2 separate regions of the Oryctolagus cuniculus genome follow, and region 1 is linked to region 2. Evidence: chromatin contacts called from public Hi-C data. All regions are on one chromosome and are shown on one strand. Each heading gives the region's core, a stretch centred on a gene start, on an enhancer-like site or on the middle of the called end of the contact. The rest is flanking DNA. Distances are from core to core; before and after follow the strand shown.

Region 1 (6,061 bases), core at 3,065-5,564, 670 kb before region 2:
TGACACCTTCAACTCTGGATATGGGAAACATGACTCCCAATGGGAGTAGCTTTCAGGGAGAGGGTGGCCCCACTGAACTGGAGGAATCTCAAGAATCACCCTCCAGAAAGCTGCATGACACAGGCAGGAGCCGTCGGCCATAGGCTGGGCTGTGTTCATCTTCAAAATCCACTGTTATACCCAAGGAACAGTCTGTCCAGTTCAGACCACATGATCAGTCTCAGCTGTCAGAATCCAGCCACCTTGCGAGCTGAGCTGTGCCTGGGATCCCAGAGAGATTCATAGAGCAGCTTCCAGAGATCAGAGGAGACACACCCAAGAAGGATGAAGGGAAAAGGAACCAACCAGATGGGGGAGACAGGTTTCCGGAGAGCCCTGACCATCACAATGGGAGGCAGAAGGCCAGGAGAACAGCCTGGACACAATGGTTACAAGAATTCCGAGCTCTGGAGCTCCCTCTACTGGGGTTAGCGAAGGGCTGCGCTCCTCAAAGTAGGTCCCAGGGATGGGTCATCTGATCAGCCACAGCTCCTGCTAGGAGGACGTCGGTTGGCCCCTCAGTGAAGACCCTCGGGGAGAAGCAGCTGTGGACCTTTGGGAAACAGGGGCAGATAAGCACAAAGACCCCTGCAATCCATAGCACCGCGGAGAACTGGGGTCTAGCTAAGCCAGCCCTAGGTGGCCAGCACCTAGAGGTCACAGACTAGGTGAGTGGGGAAAGGAGAGGCCGGCAGCTGGGAACAATGCGAGGAACCTAGAAGAAGTTTTGAGGGCAGATGCTTGAGCAAGAGTGCCCGGCCCCCCTCACCCCAAGCTTTGGCTTGGAGTTGGAACAGGGCCTACCACAGCTGTGTCCCAGGGGAAGCATGACAAGGCCTGGCCAAGTTCAGACAGACCTGTCCTGAATGCCCCAGTACTGCTATGATGAAGTTACGGTGATTCCCTAATACTATCCAAACCACCCCTTTACAAACACACACACACACACACACACACACACACACACAGGTTGAGGCAGACCCAGCTACTGATAGCACTAGGTAGAACAAAAGGTCATTTCCTGGAATGGAAAGGCATGCCTGGGTTATCAACCGGGCAGATAAGCCCAAAGAAAAGACCCAACAATCAGGGATGGAACCAGGAGATCCAGGAGGTAACTAAAATGAGATCAAGGCAACAATAAGCATTTGTGCAGTTGTATGCTGATGGTCCAATGACACTGCTGGCCCCTCCTCGGGCAAACCTATCACGGCCACTAAGTACAGAGCACCCCTCAAAGGCACTGGCTCTGTTCTCATCAGCCCTGCCAGCCACTGGGCCTAGTCGATGCTCTTTTCCAAAGTCACTGCAATTCTCCCCAGAGCACCTGCTCCTGCTCCTGGGCAATCCGGCTTTGATCCCCAACTTTCAGTTTCCTGTACTCTGGCTATCAGTCACCCTCTTCCCTAGCCACGCACTCAGTGCAAGCTCAGTGGGCTCATGAGCCAAGAAGCCATGATGGCAAGGATGGACGCTATGAACTGGCCTCAACAATATGGCCTCTTCCTCACCAAATCTGAAAATCTGATTGTCTGCTGCCTCTGCTGAGTGCCCAACCTACCAGCAGCAGTAATTAACACCACACTCCCCCACTCCCGCTCCTCCCTTCAAGGAGAAGGGCTGGCTGCAGATGGAGAACTTGTACCAGAGGACTTAAGAAAGTTTGTAGAAGATGGAATTAAAAGATAAGTTTCTTTTGGTGCAAAAAATTTTGAAATATTTGCCATTTTTTCATAATATACACTTTCCATGAATTTTTGAAGACACTTCATATATGATTTCAATGTTTTTTACACCAAAATAAACTTACCTTTTAATTCCATTTTCCCACAGACTTTTTGAAGTACCTTCCATATACACTATTGGAGGCACCCCACACCACCTTCAACCTTGAAACTCCATTTCTGAAGGTAACACTTCAGTGATCCGTCCATTTGAGGAACAGGCTGAGCTGAAGTGAAATGTGTGTTGGCCACGACATATCCCTTCCCCTCACAAAATAACCTAGGCATCCAGAGGATACCTTGGCTCACACACAATATCCGTGTGCCCACAATCACCAACACACAAGCAAGTGCACATGCTGTACATGCCCGTGTTTCCACAGATCCCTCGGACACACACAGACATGTAAGTGTCCAGATGCCTCTGCAGGGGCCGTGACCTTCGATGGGCACTCATCTCCAGGCCCCTGGAGCTCACCCAAACCCAGCCCCACCCCTCTGTTAGCTGCTTCTGCCAAAGAGACCATCAGACACTTCTCCATCCTAGCTGAGGGCCACCTGCAGAGGTGGCTGCGGAATGGGGCTGTGAAAACCACAGTCATTTCATGGTGGGGCCTTGGAGCAAGACTCGCTCCTCCTCCCACATTCCAAGAAGTTGGGCCTCTCCCTGTCCCATCCAAGTCACTTCCTCCCTGGAGGGTGGCCCTAGGCTGACACCTGGCCAACGAGGAACAGTTTGTGGATGAAGCCTCCTTGTGGGCAGACTGGGGAGAAGAAAGGTTGTGCGTGGAGTGTTTCTCCACTTGGGTCTGTTTCACAATTAGGCATCTATTGCAGTGGGAACACACACACTCACACACACACAGAGACACCCTTTCTCTAGCCCCAGCAATGCCACTTACAACCTGTAAACAAACTGCTGGCTCACTGAGCCTCAGTTTCCCCATCTGTAAAATGGTCTCTGAGCATCCACTCTGCTGTAAAATGTATCAGGAATTTTCCCTAGGCAAACCAAAATTCTTCAAAACAAGAGCCACTGCAAGAAGAAAACTCATTATAATGGCAACGAATCCATGCCCATCTGTTACCTGTTATCTTCTAAACTGTTTTTTCTGAACCCTGCTTGAATGCATGCCCAATATTGCAAAGCTTTAGACTGTATTTTTGAGAGAGGCCGCAAGGCCACGACTTCCCTGAGGGAAAAAAAAGAGTTAAAGTGGGATCACAACAGACACCAGGAAAGAAACCCTGGAGTCTATCAGCCACCTGCTGGGCCTCAAACCCAATTACCCTTCTTTTGAGTCTGTGGAATTCCCCCTGGATGGAAGACTTCGCTCCTCCCTCTCCCCCCACCCCCTTCTCCCAGAGATCCGGTTCCCCAGCTCCTGAATCTCTCCAGCCCACCCACTCCTGCCTGATCCCCCTCCCTGCTGGCAAGCTCGCCTGCTTCTGCACTCACCGGCCCCTGGGCCAAGGACAGAGAACAGCAACAGCAGCAATAGGGCTGGCGGGAGCTGGGGCCCAGACCTGAGTCGAGGCTGGGAGAGGGGCAGAGTATGAGAGAGAGGGGGGCCCGGTGGGAAGGACTTGGGCAAACACAGAGAAGCGGGCAAAGGCTGGCACAACGGGTTGGGCTGGGCTGCGTACCGGGGCTTGAACAAGGGCAGGGAGTGGGATGGAAGAGGAGGCTGTGATAAGGGCGGGAGCGAGGGCTGGGGCTGGGCCAGGGGCTTAAGTAAACACTGGCCACCGGGCCGGGACAGGAGCTGGGCTGGGATTTGTGCCAGCGGATGGAACAAGGGCCGAGGGAGGGATGAGGAGAAGGCCAGCGGCAGGCACTGGGGCTGGAGAGGGGGTCTGGGTTGGAACCCGGACCTTGGCATTCGCAGGGATCCCGACCAGGGCTGGGACCGATTTGGGACGCGGGTCGAAGGCGGGGCCGGAGGCCAAGGCCAAGATTGGGATAGGACAAGGGGCCGCGACAAGGGCTGGGCCATGGCCCGGGGCGGGGGCGGGGCCGGACAGGCCAGCGCGGGGCGCTCGCAGAGCTGACCCGCGGCTCCGCTCCCCACCCCTGCGGGGTGGCCTCCGGTGTCCTCGCGGGCCTGGGGCGGGGGTTCGGGACCTGGGTGGGAGTTCAGGCCTGGGCGACTCCGGGCTGCGCTGAACCGGCGATAACCAGGCCCCGCGGCGGCGGCGGCCTGGGCCTGACGTAGGCGTGACGCTCCGCCCCCGACCTGTTCGATTGGTCCCTGTCATTGAAGCCCGCCCCCTGCCCTATTTTATTGGTCTCTAACTTCGTCCTGCGGGGTTTCGCGGACAGACTCCGCCCCAGTCCCAAGCCACCTGAGACCCTGTCTTTCCCACCCCAAACACAGAGCCTCAGTGCCCTCCTCAAATCCTCACAGCCCCCGCTGGCCGCCCCACAGAGGGCTCACAGGAGCTCTACGGAGACCCTCCCAGACCCAGTCTTCCCACAGGCGTACCCACAGATTTTTCGCAGCTCCAACCCCAGAGACTCGCTTATGGAGATCCCACAACCCACCCTCCCCCCCTTTTCAGACATGAGCCCTCTGGGTTCGCCCCCTCCAGGCCCAATGCAGCTCCCTCATCAGGCCTCACCCACCAACCGAGTGACCAGACTATTGTTGCCATGGAGACTGTGGGCGTTCTGGTCGCCCCGGTGACCGTCACCTCTTCTCCCAGCCTGGGTTCTAAAGGCGTCAGTCAAGGCCCTCCCCTATCGGCCCTAAACCACAACTGCCCCTTCCTGCCCTTCCCCAAGTCGGATCCAAGGAGCGCCTTTGCGAAGTTCTGCAGATGCCCAAATCCTCTCCCCAAATAGTTCCAGGCCAGACCGTTCACCGCTCAGCACCTGCAGGCCTGGCTCATTCACACTTGAGTCTCCCCAGGCCTCAGCTCTCCCCTTCCGGTCCTAAGGCAAGAGCCTGACCCAAGGACTTGCAACAACCAAGCCAAAGGTATGTAGTTTCCCCCTCCTAATGTCTCCTGTCCTCTGACACCCCTCAATCTAATTCCCTCTCAGTCTCCACGGGTCATCCTTAGGCCTCTGCCACTATTCCCTCCGCCCATCTCTCCCCCTTCTCTTCTGATCCTCTGGTTCTCTGTTCTCAGAAGACTTTTCCCTCTAGGTTGGTCATCTTCCTTCCTCTGCCTCTGCCTCCATTCCCAAACTTCCCCTTCAGAAGGGGTCTGGTGAGCTTCAGAAGTGAAATATCTAGTGTCAGGAGCATGGGGAAAAGTAGGGAGCAGAGAAAGTTAAGGCAAGGATTCTCAAGCACTGTTGCAAATGGCGAGAAGCCTTGACGGTCAAGAAATTTGGACTTAACCCTTTAAGGCTGAGTCACTGAATACTTTTAAACAAGGCAAGTCCTGTGCTGGGTTTGCATTTTAGAAAGATCTCGATTGGATCGGGAAGGAGGGCTGTTTCTTTTAGACATCCTTCTAGAATAAATTGGGCATATTCCTTTCCCACAGCACCTGGGCTCACCCCAGCACATCAGCCTATTTGTATTGTTATTGTTAGTTAACCCATCTCTCTCCCAAACTCACCCAAGTCCAACACATAACATGATGCCTGAGTAAGAGTGTAGGATCAGACTCTTTGTATAAATGTGAATGACATAAATAAATGAGAGAACTGGTGAGTGGATTAATATGCTGGGCATGGCAACAGAAAGGCAAATTTATCATACAATCCAGGCAAAAGGTGATGAGAAGTTGAGCAAAATTGGAGGCAAAGGAGAGGAGAGAATGCATTTGGGAACTATCTAAAAGACAGGAAATATGGCTCTTGACTGTCACTTCAAAATAAGCACTAATTCCCAGCGTTCAGTTTGATGCCCCTGGGACGTCCAGTTAGAAATATCCAGCAGGCAGTGGGCTATGAGTGTGAAATGCAGGAGTTTAAAAAGGTCTGGGCTGGAAATGTGGGTGTAGAAGTTATTGGCACACAACTAGAAGTAACTGAAGCTCTGAACACGAATGGGTGTGTGTGTGGTCCGTAGGTAAAACCAGGCTGTGAGCAGGGTGCCACCTTATGCATCCTGGTAGTCTCCAGTGTGCTCAAGGATCAACCTCAACTTTCCTTTGGTATTCCCAGTCTCTGGAACTCCTCCATAACCTTTTCTCCAGGGTCCTAAGACATGCCCAAGGCCCTTCTCTTGGACTGGCCAAGTAGCTGTGTTCTGAATTCCTCCTGGGGAATGGGGATTCTGACTGCTTCAGCCTTGCTTTCTTTACGTTCCAGCTCCTTAACCACCCACAGTGGCATGCCC
Region 2 (6,632 bases), core at 1,466-3,965:
TATTTGAACTTTAATCATGTAATAAACTCACCAGTAGCAAACCAGAAACTGTCCTCTTTGATTGGGGGATTATGTTGGGAAAGTCACTGGCGTTTTCTTTGGATGTCTACACTCTCCAATCCTGTGAGGTGTTGGGAGCTGATGCTTCTAGGAGCATGAACTCTATTTAAACTGAAAGCACCCTTTTTGTCTTCAAGAGGAACTGTGTGATAATGGCGGAGCGATCAATCCACATGACTATGGAGCTGCCCAGTGCGGGGTGTAGTCCCCTTCCTGCCCAGCGTGGGGCTGTGTGTGTGAGGCAGGTGTTGAGGGGATATTTCATACGGAAGAGGGCTGCCCTGGCAGGGGAGAGCTGCTGACTGCATACAGGGTCTTCAGGGATTGAGGGCATTCCCTGGGCATCTGTTCAAAAACATCTAGTGTCTGCCACGAGCCAACCTCCGTGCTGCACGCTGGAGTTAGCAAAGCAGCAGGTCCAGCCACCCCTGCTTCCACAGTCAGGTAAGGGAGCGGTGGTAGCAAATGACCACTGGTGTGCTGGAAGGGCTGTGGCACGGAGTGCAGGGTTGCAAGAAGCCTCACCAATAGACTGGAAGGTAGACATGAAGGAGGTGAAGGAAAGACCCTTTTGGGCAGCTGGGAGTGAAACTGATACTGTAAATGCAGAGTTCCTGGGGTAGAGCATGTGGGAATTTTAAGTGGAAGAGCAATGGAACCACTACGGATATGATAAAGAAGCAAAGTGCTGGGATCGGTGCTGTGCAGTGCCAGCATCCCATATGGGTGCTGGTTCTAGTCCCGGCTGCTCCTCTTCCCATCCAGCTCCCTGCTATGGTCTGGGAAGGCAGTAGAAGATGGCCCAAGTCCTTGGCCCTCTCCACCCGTGTGGGAGACCTGGAAGAAGCTCCTGGCTCCTGGCTTTGGATCAGCGCAGCGCCGGCCGTTGCAGTCATCTGGGGAGTGAACCAGTGGACAGAAGACTTTTCTCTTTGTTTCTCCATCCCACTGTCTGTAACTCTACCTCTCAAATAAATAAATAAAAGAAGCAAAGAGGCAGCTAGAAGATGAATTACAGGGGAAAGGGGGATAGTGTGTAGAGTTGTAGGGCCATTGCAAAAATTTAGGCTTTTATTTTAAAGGTTTTAAGACATTGCCAGGGGCTGGCGCTGTGGCATAGTGGGTAAAGTCGCCACCTGCGGTCCTGGTATCCCATATGGGTGCCAGTTCGAGACCTGGCTGTTCCACTTCCAATCCAGCTCTCTGCTGTGGCCTGGGAAAGCAGTAGATGGCCCAAGTCCTTGGGCCCCTGCACCCGTGTGGGAGACCCAGAAGAAGCTCCTGGCTATTGGCTTCAGATCAGCACAGCTCTGACCATTGCGGCCAACTGGGGAGTGAACCAGCAGATAGAAGACCTCTCTCTTTCTGTCTCTCCTCTTTCTATGTAACTGACTTTCAAATAAATAAATCTTAAAAAAAAAAAAAAAAGATATTGCCAGCTTAAGTCTTGTACTTATGTTTTAAATGACTGGCAGGGAGATAAAGATCTCTTGTCCACTGATTTCACTCTCCAAATGCATGCAACAGTGGGGGCTGGGCCAGACCAAAGCTAGAAGCCCAAGGCTCAATCTGGGTCTCAGGTGTGGGTGACAAGGACCTAAGTACCTGAGCCATCGCCTTCTGCCTCCCAGGGTGTGCATTAGTGGGAAGCTGACATGGGAAGTGGAGCTGTGTGACTCGAACCCAAGCGTCCAAAGTGTCATCTTAACTGCTGTGTCAGACACCCCCCCCCCAGGCTTTTAACACGCATGCTCCACACAACTCCTCCATTTAAAAATACAAAGTCAGTGCTTTCTAGTATATTCAGAGCTGAAGAACCGCCAACTTTAGGATGTGTCACGCACCTTTTCCTCAGCCGTACCTGCCCCCTCCTCAATAGTACTGAGAAGCCGTTTTGTTTATTCGTCAGTGATGGGCATCTGGGATTGCACCTTGGGCTGTGATGGACAGTAGTACTATGAGCATTCAGGTGCAGTTTTGTTTGGACACAGGTTTTCACCTTGGAGTGATTCTGCTAGTTCACCACTGTGTAGCCTGTTGACAAACTGTTCATCTGTTTTCCAAAGCTGCTGCCCTCTTTTTATGATCCCCCAGCCACAAATGAAGGTTTCTAACACCCCCTTGCCAGTATTTATTTGTCTTTAATGATAGCCGTCCCGGTGGACTTAAGTGGTATTTTCAGCACTTTCCTGATGGCTGGTGCTATTGAGCATTGCTCTGTGGGTCCCCTGGCCATTTGGATATCTTCAAGGAAATGTTTAGTCACATCCTTTGCCTATTTTAAAACTGGGTTATTTGGAGTTATTATTATTATTATTATTGAGTTATAAAATTCCTTTAGTTGATTTGAGAGGAGGAGTGATGAAACCTTATCAATAGGAGTTAGCTAAGCAAAGAGAGAAAAGTCTTATTTTCATTTTACTAAGCAATGCCAAATAATGATAGAGAGCCGAGTTTGACTCCAGACTCTGTGCTTTTGGATTTAACCACGAAAGGACGGTAGCTCCCCGAACTCTTTCCTGAACTTAGTGCCTTGCCCGCTAATTCTCCTAAATTATGAAATCTCCCAACAAACTTGCCAAGCCCAATGAGCCTCGCCAAATTTCCACCGAGGTGCCGGCAGATGGCGCTGGGGCTCCCGGTGGGCCGCTCTGTCTGCCGCCCTCAGCTCGGTGGTGCCAGGCCCTGGGCGCCGCTGTCGCACTTCCGGGCGCCGGTGCAGGTGAGCCGGGGGCTGCTCAGAACCCCTAACGCTCCCCTGTCCCGAAGTAGGGGTGCAACGCCCCTGGGCCCTGCTCGCAGCCACAGGTACCTAGCACCGGGGCCAGAGCGTCCAGGCGGAGGCCAGGAATCCCTCGGAAGAGGCAGAGCCGCCTGCCACCCAGCTCCCAGTGATGCCTGACCGACTCTCCACCTGCGCCCCTGCCCCGTGGTGCAAGGGAGGTCTTGCCTCTGGTCTCCTGGCCGCTGGGAAGCGGAGCATGACTCCTCCCCTTCGTCCCTTTGGTCCCCGCCAGGCGGCGCGGTCGGCCGGACCTGGATTCTTGGCGACTGCGAGTCCTGGCCGCCGCAGGGGTGTTGAGAGTAGCGAGAGAGACGCTGGGAAAGCCTGCGGAGAGCGGTCTATCGCTTGGAGTAAGTTCTCCTCGCGACCGTGTGCTTTCGGCAGTAGGCTCTCCTGATGCATATGTGCACATTCCTGTGTCCCTGACGGAGTCGATCTGGGCTGGTCTTTAACAGCGGCTCCAGATTGAGGCCCATGCTCCGGGGACCTCATGGAACTGATGGAGAGGAACGATGCGATGGCTTGGCAGTGGGACTGTTTATCTCCAGTAAGGCTTTCGAACAGAAATGGTTTTAGCTGGGCATTATGTTGGCGACCAGAGTAGCTACTGAGTGTTTGCCCTGCCGTGATGAATTCCCTCTTCTTCCCCTACCAGGATGCAGAAGGTCTCAGTGCTGCTCTTCCTGGCCTGGGTCTGCCTCCTCTTCTACGCTGGCATTGCCCTCTTCACCAGTGGCTTCCTGCTCACCCGTTTGGAGCTCACTAACCATAGCAGCTGCCAGGAGCCCCCAGGTCCTGGGTCCCTGCCATGGGGGCATCGAGGACAGCCCGGGGCCTGCTGGATGGCGGCCCAGTTCTCCCGGGTCGTGTTGGTGCTGATAGACGCTCTGCGATTTGACTTTGCCCAGCCTCAGCGCTCCCATGGGTCTGGGGAGCCTCCTGCCTCCCTGCCCTTTCTGGGCAAACTAGGTTCTTTGCAGAGGATCCTGGAGACTGAGCCTCACCGTGCACGCCTCTACCGAGCGCAGGTGGATCCACCCACCACCACCATGCAGCGCCTCAAGGCCCTCACCACCGGCTCACTGCCCACTTTTGTCGATGCCGGCAGCAACTTTGCTAGTCACGCCATAGTAGAAGACAATCTCATTAAGCAACTCAACAGTGCAGGTCAGTCTGGGCCCCTTTGGAAATCTTGGCAAATTGCTTCAGAAGTCAGGGAGCCAGAACTTTGGGTGCAGGGCCTTGTGTGTAGGGAGCTCAACTTGGGAGACAAAGGAGAGGGGCCCTGATCTGCCCTTTCTCCTTGTGAAGCTTTTAATCTGCATGCGATGTGGATTTTACTCTTGAGAACTCAGTAGAGGGGCAAGAAAGAGGGAAGTGAGGATGGGGCCTCAGCTGACAGTGTGGGGAAGAGAAGCAGAGCTCACTGACCTTGAAAAAGGGGCACACTCAGAAAAAACATCCACCGAGATACTCGGGCATGGAGGACCGACAGGGTGATTGGTAGGAACGGGCAGTGAGAGGCCTGGATGGAGTAGGGTTACATGGAGAACTTCTTGAAAATGTTGGGCTCTGAAGGAGAAGGAGTTACAGGATGGAATGGCAGGGCCTTGGGGTGCATGGCAGAGATTTCTGATGGGTCGTTAAAGGTGCTCCTCTCCTCTGTTGCCTTGCTCTGCCCCTGCAGGAAGGCGTATCGTCTTCATGGGAGATGACACCTGGAAAGCCCTTTTCCCTGGAGCCTTCTCCCAAGCTTTCTTCTTCCCGTCCTTCAACACCAGAGACCTCCACACAGTGGACAATGGCATCTTGGAACACCTGTATCCAACCAGTGAGCACGGGGCCCGAGCCCTCAGTCCCTGCCTAACAGAAACGCCAGGGAGGGCTGCTTCAGTGCACACACTCTGAGCCTCCCATGCATGCAGCAGCCTGGGGAGTGTCAGGACGTGGCTGGGGCTGAGGAGTGGGCCTTAGTCCCCGTGCTCAGTGTTTTCCCTTCGCAGTGGACAGTGGTGAATGGGATGTGCTGATTGCTCACTTCCTGGGTGTGGATCACTGTGGCCACAGGCATGGCCCGCACCACCCTGAAATGGCAAAGAAACTTAGCCAGATGGACCAGGTGATCCAGTGAGTGTGGGCTGTTGGCTGGGGGAGTGGGTGTGTCTGACAATCTCAGGGTGGAAGAAGAAAAAGTCCCTATCTCGCCGTCTCCTTGCTGAATTCCGCCTTCTCCCGCCTTTTTGTGAATCTAGAGGACTCTCCATCTGAGTATCTCAGTTTATAGATTTGGGCATCAGAGTTATGGCCACTCATAGCTGGGGGTAGAGGGGCCCCTGGGAAAAGTCTATCCGTCTGCTACCTGTGATACATTTCTTGGCCCCAAGGGGACTTGTGGAGCGTCTGGAAAATGACACACTGCTGGTGGTGGCTGGGGACCATGGGATGACCGTGAGTGGCGACCATGGAGGAGACAGTGAGCTGGAGGTCTCGGCTGCACTCTTTCTGTACAGCCCCACAGCCCTCTTCCCGAGCACTCCGCCAGAGGTGAGGCCCGGGGTGCTCTTCATCTGGTCTCCTGGGGGGTCAGCCCATGTCATGGTTGCAGCATCCTAATGCATGCCTTTATTTTAAGCCCCCAGATCCATGAGCCTGGATATATCCCATTCTCATTTCCTACCTCGACCTCTGTCTCTTCCATCCCAAATACTGACTGCAGTGTTGTGATGAACCCATTGACCCCTGTACTTTCCCTCTAGGAACCAGAGGTGATCCCTCAAATCAGCCTTGTGCCCACACTGGCCCTGCTGCTGGGCCTGCCCATCCCGTTTGGGAACATTGGAGAAGTGATTGCTGAGCTGTTCTCAGGGGGCAAGGACTCCCAGCCCCTCTCCTCTGCTCTGGCCCAAGCCTCGGCTCTCCATATCAATGCCCAGCAGGTAAGTGAGGAGTTGGGCAAGCTAGGGTGGACGTGAGAGAAGCACAGTGACCCACTCCCTGTCCTTTGTCCGGTCTCAATTCCACCTTCCATAACCATTGTCCTGCCCTTCCTCCATCCTGGACAGAGTTTGTCACAGATTTCCAGATACCGCTTTTAAATACCTCTCCTTGCCTCTGTTGCCCTTGGCCTCTGACCTTCCACCAGGTGTCCCGATTTCTTCACACCTATTCAGCTGCTACTCAGGACTTCCACGTTGAGGAGCTCCGTCGGTTGCAGAACCTGTTCTCCAAGGCCTCTGCTGACTACCAGTGGCTTCTGAAGAATCCCCAGGGGGCTGAGGAGACGCTGAAGGCTGTGACTGCTGAGCTGCAGCAGTTCCTGCGGGGAGCTCGGGCCGTGTGCATCGAATTTTGGGCTCGTTTCTCTCTGGTCCGCATGGCGGGGGGCGCTGCTCTCTTGGCTGCTGCCTGCTTTCTCTGCATGTTGGCATCCCAGTGGGCAACATCCCCGGCCTTCCCCTTCTACTCCCTACTCCTGATGCCTGTGGCCTGGGGCGTGACTGGGGCCGTCGTGTGTGCTGGACTGCTGGCGACCACTGGGCTGAAGCTGGATGCGGTGGTTCTAGCAGCAGTGGCTGCAGTGGGCTCCCTGCTGCCGTTTCTGTGGAAAGCCTGGGCTGGCTGGGGGCCCAGGAGGCCACTCACAAGCCTGCTTCCCATCCCTAGGCCCATCCTGTTACTTCTGCTCATTCGCCTGGCTGCCTTCTTCTCTGATAGTTTTGTTGTAGCTGAGGCCAAGGCCACCCCCTTCCTTCTGGGCTCGCTCATCTTGCTCCTCGTTGTGCAGCTT

The links. A called contact is a pair of places that touch in the nucleus more often than the background predicts.
Region 1: a contact with region 2 is called in a Hi-C map of an unstated tissue, with 2.0 times the contacts expected there. The contact joins the promoter of TMEM8B here to the promoter of PIGO in region 2. A contact is called at or near these places in 2 of 6 Hi-C or Micro-C datasets (ear pinna and an unstated tissue).

The regions. Positions count from the first base shown.
Region 1 is chr1:198,731,227-198,737,287 of mOryCun1.1, reverse strand. It overlaps TMEM8B (transmembrane protein 8B), which reads right to left and starts at 4,314. Exons shown (of 14, transcript XM_070054173.1): 1 at 4,250-4,314. FAM221B (family with sequence similarity 221 member B) reads left to right here and starts at 4,109. Exons shown (of 7, transcript XM_051856683.2): 1 at 4,109-4,744.
Region 2 is chr1:198,057,851-198,064,482 of mOryCun1.1, reverse strand. PIGO (phosphatidylinositol glycan anchor biosynthesis class O) reads left to right here and starts at 2,715. Exons shown (of 11, transcript XM_051844322.2): 1 at 2,715-2,782; 2 at 3,501-4,012; 3 at 4,533-4,676; 4 at 4,849-4,972; 5 at 5,230-5,389; 6 at 5,602-5,781; 7 at 5,988-6,632. The coding sequence starts at 3,502. STOML2 (stomatin like 2) reads left to right here. Exons shown (of 10, transcript XM_002708008.4): 10 at 1-48.